Regions from separate parts of the Mus musculus genome. Here region 2 is linked to region 1. A link is a contact called in public HiChIP or PLAC-seq data. All regions are on one chromosome and are shown on one strand. The core of a region is the stretch at or near the end of the contact, and the rest is flanking DNA. Distances in the headings are between cores, read along the strand shown. Region 1 overlaps Vkorc1l1 (vitamin K epoxide reductase complex, subunit 1-like 1). Region 2 holds the start of Asl (argininosuccinate lyase).

Region 1 (3,586 bases), core at 1,024-3,523:
CAATATCAACTTCTTTCTCCCTACACAATCTTTTATGCCAGGGTTATTGCTTCATATTTGATGATTTCTGAATGTCTGACCTGGAAAAAAGTGGCTTTTAATACTACTTTAAGACCACTCTTCTAACTCCCTCTGCAGTATTCACTGCAATTCCTGTGAATTGTTTATGGTAGGTAAGTCTGGCTTTGGTTAGTGTTTTTGTTTTGTTTTGTTTTTTAAATTGGGTTTTATGCAATATCATATCACTATGTAGTCCTTTCTGGCCTCAAGTTGTGGTCTTCTTGCCTCAGCCTCCTGAGCGCTAGAATTTATAGGCATGCACCCCCAAGCCTTGCTATGGCAGGGTTTATGGATGGGTATGGAAACAAAGGAAACAGTTAAAGACTGAGGCTTATTGGAGGGCTGTGCATCATTAGAATGAGGGGAGGGGGACCAGGGGCTAGAGAGATGGCTCAGAAGCTCTTCCAGAGGCCCTGAGTTCAATTCCCAGCAACCACATGGTGGCTCACAACCATCTATAATAGGGTCCAGTGCCCGATTCTGTTGTGTCTGAAGTCAGAGCACTTCTGTACATTAAAAACAAACAACAAAAAAAAACTCAACCAAAAACAAAACCCCAGAACAGTGGGTCTGTAGCAGAGGCAGGTGGATCTCTGAGTTTGAAGTCATCCTGGTCCACAAAAAAGAGTTCTAGGACAACCAGACTACACAAAGAAACTGTGTCAAAATAAATAAAACAATAACAATTAAAATACCCAGAACAGGTCATCTTAACATTGGAAAGGAATTAACTTCTGGTTATTTTTCTGGTTATGTATATAGTAAAAAGGATAGACTTGATTTTTTAAAAAACTAATTGATTACATTCTAAAGTTTGTTTTTCTTCTCTGTGCTGTTGCTAAGTGAAGAAATCCAAGGCACTAAGGCACTATGAAGGAGAGAGTTCAGTATTAGACATGAAAGTGGAGCAAATGTCAGGAGAAAGGAGGGAACTCATTGCTTGGACATTACAAAGAGGGTGCATTGGGCTGAGTAAGACAAAGGCTTTAGATGTGAACCGAAGGCATCACCATTTGACTTGCAATATTCTATCTAGCAAGAGCAGAAAAACTAGGGCTGAATCTAACCCCCTGGCTTAGTTTCCAGAAGGAAAACTGTTGTGGTGCCAAGACATCCTGACAAAAGTGACTTAAGGGAGAAAGGGTTTATTCTAGCTTATAGTCTGCAGGAACTTGAAACATCAGGGATGCTTTGTCTGCAGCCAGAGAGTAATGAATGCCCGAGTTCAGTTTATTCTCCCCATTTTATATAGATCAAGGACTAGTCCAACCTCCAGTTAAAATGGGTCTTTACACACCAATCCACATAACCAAGAGGATCCCTTACGGGCATGCTCAGGGGCCCATCTTCCAGGAAAGTCTAAATCCTGGGATGTTGACCGTACTCATCATACTTTGCTACCTTAAGAAAGCAGCAAACAGGGCTGGTGAGATGGGTGGCTCAGGGAGTAAAGGTATCTGATGACCTAAGTTCAGTTCCTGGGACTCACATGTTCAAAGTGGAGAACTGACTTCTGCAAATTGTCCTCTGACACCCACGTCGCTGCCTCTCCCTGTAAAGAAGTAGGAAAGAGGAAAGAAAAGAAACCAGAAAACTAGCTGGGCATAGTGGCCTTGTCCTGTAATGCCAACACTTGGAAGGGTGAGAGCGGAAGAACCTCTCAAACTGGAGGCTAGTCTGCTACAGTGAGACTATCTCAAAGAACAAGCCAGGTGTTATGGTGAGCAACTGTGAGGGTAGTGAGTTCCCTACTTGGGCCAGAGCCACCAAGCCCAGACAACTGGCTCAGTGTATATATAGTGTACTGCCTAGGCAATGCAATCCTTAGTCCTGTCCTCAACACTAAAAGAAAAAGAAACCAGTAAGCATACAAGATAGCCGTTTGTAGGTACTGGGTAATACTGAGCAGAGATTTCTCAGAGAAAGAAGCAAACCTGAGCTCTTGGGTTGTCAGTTCATATAGAAGTTTGCAGGCTGCAGAATGAATTAAAGGACCCCAAATAAAGTTGATGGTCTTAACTTGGTTGGGAAGCTAGACATAAAAGTTGGCTAGAGTAGGAGAGAAGGAAGAAAATTTGGGAGTAGATTACCTAAGTGAAAAAGATATAAAGAACTCTAGACAGGCAGAGGGTCTAGGTCTAGCACTGATCTGAACTTGTTTGAGAGGGAGTACTTCAGCACTGGGAAAGCCTTAGGCAAAGTGATCCAGGACCTCACACAGAGTTGGACATAGATTGTTCCTACTAGCTGGAGTGTTTGCAGGCCATCAAAGGGTATGCATGGCCCTGGGGTGAGGCTAACTCAGCCCTAATTAAAGGTTGTGCTGCACCCACCCTCTCAGTACAGAAGCAATTTTGAAGGCTGATCCCAAGCAGCTTAACACTGTGTGCCAAAACAAAAAACCTCGAACGAAAAAGAGAAAGCGGTATTTTAGCATTCAAAATTACCAAGCACAGAAAGAACCAGGGAAGTGCTTCAAATGAGGAGAAAAAACAGTCTCTGAGATAACACACTGGAGAAAGACCTTGAAACAATTAATGGGTTTGTTTGTTTGTTTGTTTGTTTGAGAAGGTAGAAGAAATGGAGGTAAAAATGTATATTTTATTCAAAAAAGCATTTAGAGATGGTAAAGAACACAGATGAGGAAGGCATCTATAAAGATGTAACAATTTAAGCAGAAATGGAAGTTAGAAAACTGGAAATAGTAATAACTCATCAGGCACTGTACCAGGGGCAACAGTTTAAGTCAAAAGCAATCTAACGTGCATCTGGAGCCCCTGAAAGGATTAAGAGAAGGGAAACTTCCGACGCACCCATTCCAAGAAGCTCAGCAGAAAGAAAGGTGACCACACCAAGACACAGCCAGGGCCTCGTTCCAAGCAAGAACTTTACTACTTAGCTTTTGTTGCTTTAGATTGTATCTGCTCTGCACTTTCTGTTTTAAACTTGTCAAGACATGCTTCCTAGGTGGGATGGTTTTTAAAAGATGAGATTCCACTTTGTGTTTCTTAAACTGACCTTGAATTTGTCATCTAAAACCTTGACCCCACCCCAGCCTCCCAAATGCCTAGAACTACAGACACACCACCAAGCCCGGGTTGAACAGTCTTTCATCTCTCTAAAGTCTTTTCCCAGATCTCTAGGTTACTTTGTCACTTTATGATGATCTACAGACAGGAAAATGTCCCCAAAACATTAATTTTTATTTTTTTAATGTATTTAACATGTTTTTTGAATATGAATGTTTTTCCTGTGTTATGTGTGAATACCTGGCACCAGCAGAGGCCAGAAGAGGCTTTCTGATACCCTCATTGTGGAATTGTAGGCAGTTGTGAGGCACCTGACACAGATCCTGGGAATCAAACTCGGATCCCCTGCAAGAGCAGTGCACTTCTTCACTGCCATCTTCCCAGCCCCCATAGCCTGCATTTTTCTACTGAGGAGCCAGAAGGAAATTTATTTATTTATTTATTTTTAATTAATTAATTTTGTGTGTGTGTGTGTGTGTGTGTGTGTGTGTGTGTGT
Region 2 (3,656 bases), core at 58-2,557, 58 kb after region 1:
GGTGAAAAGCGGTATGTAAGGAAGATGAGGTAGCTAACTGGGTAAAGGCCCTTGCTGCCAAGCCTGTTGAAAAGAGAATCCACTCCCACATTTTGTCCTCTGATCACCACATGTATGAGAGCTCACATGGACATACTTATGTACGAACAAACAATGCTAAAAAAAAAAAAAAAAAAAAAAAAAAGTGGAAAGCTTTCATGTGGTAGGTCACACCCGGAATCTGAACACTCAGCAGGTGGATGCAGGTGACTTGTCAGACGCTTAAGGCCAGTCTGAGTAGAGGTGAATTCCAGTCTAGCCTGGGCTAAAAGTTAGCCACTGTCTCAAAGAAAGAAAAACAGGGGCTGGAGAGCCGGGCTCAGCCAGTAAGAGCATGGAGGTTTGGTCTTCACCCACATGGTGGCTCTCAAACATCTGTAACTCCATTCCTTTAGATCCCACATAGGGAGTAGCCAGCCCCGGGGTTCACAGACGTCTATACATGCAGGCAAAACATCCATACAAATATACATTTTAAAATAATTCTTTAAAAAGGGAAAACGCAGGGCTCAGTGGCTCATACCTTTAATCCCAGCGCTCTGGGAGGCAGAAGCAGGTGGATCTCTGAGGTCGAGGCCAGCCTGGTCTACAGAGCGAGTTCCAGGATTACACATGGGAACCCTGTCTCAAAAAACAAACGAGAAAAAAAAAAAAAACTACAAAACAACAACAACAAAAACAAAAAAAAACGGGGAAAACCGCCCGACATAGTGGCCAATAGTGAGATCATTACATAAGCCACTAGGTGGCGCTGGATGGGCAGATAACGACGCGGACATCCCTGAGTCTACGTGAAGCCAGTCTTTGGAAGTGTGGTCGGGAATTTCAGGATCACTGCAGGTCTGTGTGGCAGGAGATGGCCCCCATACGCGGTTAAACCCGACTGGTTCCTCCCCGCTCCTTTGCAAGGTCCCCTCAGTCCTACACACCTCTGATGCCATGTTGGGCGGTTCCTCCTCCTCCTGGAGCTTCTGTCTTACGAATCTGGAAGACAAGACCACACTGACCAACTCGGCTCGGGAGGTCTACGGGGCAGGGACGGAGTTGGGACACCTGCTCGGCTTGCAGGACGTGGGCAGCACTCAGCAAGCGCACCACAGACTTCGCGTTCCTTCTTGTTTGTTCCCTCTGTCCCACGTTCCCTGGACCTAGTGGATCAAGACACTCAGGGACCAGGTTACCTTCTGGTCTCTCCTGGCTTTTTCTGGTCCGGATGGCGTCCGCTGCCCCTCTGTCTTGTCCCCGCCTCCTGGAAGAGTAGAGCCAATTGGGAGAGGTGGGTGTGACTCATCAATCACGCTTATGGGCGGGACCACCTCTGGCTAAGCTACTAGCAGCAGGAAGAGGTGATTTCCAGGGAGTCAGCACTAGTTGTACTGAGGTTCAAGCACACAAAACCTTTGCTGAGGTGAAGACAGACGACAGGTTTGTCATCCCTGCAGCACCCGGGAGGCTGAGGCAGGAAGATTGCTGGAGGTTCCAGGCCTGGGTTGCAGATGAACCTGTTTCAAAACCGTTTCAGCACTTGGGAGGCAGAGGCCGGCCGGGGTGGGGAGTGGGGGGTAGGGGTAGGGGGCTTGGGGGTGGGCAACAGGGACTAAAGAGTGAGACCTTGTCTTAAAGTAGGGGGCAGAGGTAAATCATGCTAAATCAGGTATGGTTTTGTATGCCGGTTATACCAGTACTCTGGAGGCTGAGGCAAAAGGCTTGCTTCAGGTTCCAGGCCAATACAGACTACTAATGAAGCATGGTGGTATACGCCAGTAGTCCTGGCTTTCGGGAGATTGATGGAGGAGGGTCAGAAGTTCTAGGTCATCCTGAGCTGCATAAGCCAGCTCAAGGTAGCCTGGGTTATGGAATTAAAAAAAAAAAAAAAAAAAGAAAGAAAAAAAAAGGCTGGCAGTCAGGCTGTGGAAAGATATCTGCTAAATGCTAAGTTACCTGTGATAACTGTTAGCACATACCTGCGATCGCAGCAGTCGGGAGCCTGAGGTAGGAATGTCAAGACTTTGAATCCAGGGCTTAGAGAGATGGCTCAGCACAAGAGCTAGCCTTGAAAGGTTGGCCAGCTGAGTTCGATCCCTGGAAATCATATAGAAGGTCGGCTGTGGGACTCATCTGTGGTCTCAGTATTTCTACTCAAGACGGGCGAGAAGACTAGAGGAATGTGGGGGCCAGCTAGTCTGGAACTTGGAGCAGTGACAAATATAAGAGAGGCCCTGCCTCAATAAGGGGAAAGGCAAGAATGGACCCCAAAGGGTTGTTCTCCAACCTCTACACATGTTCTGTGGCAAGTGGTGCACACCTCCCCTCCCCCACCCCCAAATAAATGCCTACCTAAAGAAAAGATGGATCCAGTGAGGTGCCTCAATGGGTAAAGGTGCTTATTGTCAAATCTTACAATCTGATTTTGATCCCAGGACCCACATAGTGGAAAGAGAGAATGACTTCACCAAATTGTCCTCTACACTCTATGCATATGCATGATACATACACATGCATGCATACTACATACATAAATGTACAAAAAAAAAGGACAAACCTCCCCCCCAAAGTTGGGATGTAGTCCAGTTGGTATTCTTTAGAGAGTCTAGAAAGGGATTCTAACGGGCAATTGAGGGTTAAAACTCAGGGCTTCCTTCAGTCTATCACGTTCATTCTCAAAGCAGGAGGTCTGGGCTTACCTTGAATCAGCACAAGAACATGGCTGGAAGAGTGGGCAGCGGCCACTGTGGAGACCAGGTGTGTCATGATAGACCTCCAATCATGGAGGATGCGTGTATGTATGTGCATTATGTATGTGCCTGATACCAGTGGCAGTCAGAGGAGCACGTGGGCATCCATGGAACTGGAGTTACAGACGACAGTGAGCCTCTGTATTCGGCAAGCTGGAAACTGAAACTGGATTCTCTGCAAGAGCAACACATCCTCTTAACCCCGGAGCCATCCCTACAGCCCCTTATGGACTATGGACGTTTTTAATCACCAACAGACCAGAGATGCTAGAGATAGCCAAGATGGGACTGGGAACATTCGAGGAGCATGCTCAGTAGTTGCTAGAATGTCTGTATCACACAATGCAGGACTTTAATCAAACTTCCATGCCTTGTGTAGAAACAAGTTTTCAAAATCATGCCAAATAGACCTAGATTATAGTAAGTGCTTAAGAGTTCTGGTATGGTTGGGCGTGGTGGCGCATGCCTTTAATCCCAGCACTTGGGAGGCAGAGGCAGACAGATTTCTGAGTTCTTAGTTCAAGGCCAGCCTGGTCTACAGAGTGAGTTCCAGGACAGCCAGGGCTACACAGAGAAACCCTGTCTTGAAAAACCAAAAAAAAAAAAAAAAGAGTTCTGGAATGGCTCAGAAATAGAGCACTCGCTTAGAATCTATGAAATGAGAAGGGCATGGCTCAGCACTGGACACTCGTCTAGAATCACCCAGGGAGGATTTGGAGTTTGGCTTGGCATTAGAGTGCCTGTCAAAAGAAGCTGGTGGCATGTCTCAGAGTAGAGCCCTCTCAGAGCAAGAGGGAGTCTTAGTTCACTCTCACCCTGTGAGCGTCAGCCTAGGAAACCTCAAGCTCTGGTTTGTATCCAAAGAGCAGAGAAAGTTTAGGA

The links. HiChIP or PLAC-seq counts read pairs in DNA pulled down with a chosen protein or histone mark.
Region 2: a contact with region 1 is called in an H3K4me3 HiChIP or PLAC-seq map of bone marrow-derived macrophages, with 2.9 times the contacts expected there. The contact joins the promoter of Asl here to the enhancer-like site in region 1. A contact is called at or near these places in 1 of 39 promoter capture datasets (neural stem cells), 3 of 484 Hi-C or Micro-C datasets (CD4 T cells, liver and short-term hematopoietic stem cells), 5 of 115 datasets of contacts at active chromatin or transcription factors (the SCID.adh cell line, bone marrow-derived macrophages and embryonic stem cells) and 3 of 9 other capture datasets (adipose tissue, liver and pancreatic islet).

The regions. Positions count from the first base shown.
Region 1 is chr5:129,964,323-129,967,908 of GRCm38.p6, forward strand. The region is part of intron 1 of Vkorc1l1 (vitamin K epoxide reductase complex, subunit 1-like 1); the gene reads left to right. Among named protein-coding and RNA genes, the nearest start is that of Vkorc1l1, 24 kb to the left of the region's middle. Within about 2 kb of position 2,274, at least 28 of the 459 cell types and tissues checked have an H3K27ac peak or open chromatin away from gene starts, as enhancers often do. A contact at or near this core is called in adipose tissue, bone marrow-derived macrophages and embryonic stem cells, where this site is marked.
Region 2 is chr5:130,023,074-130,026,729 of GRCm38.p6, forward strand. It overlaps Asl (argininosuccinate lyase), which reads right to left and starts at 1,308. Exons shown (of 17, transcript NM_133768.5): 1 at 1,221-1,308; 2 at 969-1,023. The coding sequence starts at 980. Gm40334 (a long non-coding RNA gene) reads right to left here. Exons shown (of 3, transcript XR_868562.1): 2 at 2,724-2,949; 3 at 2,055-2,121.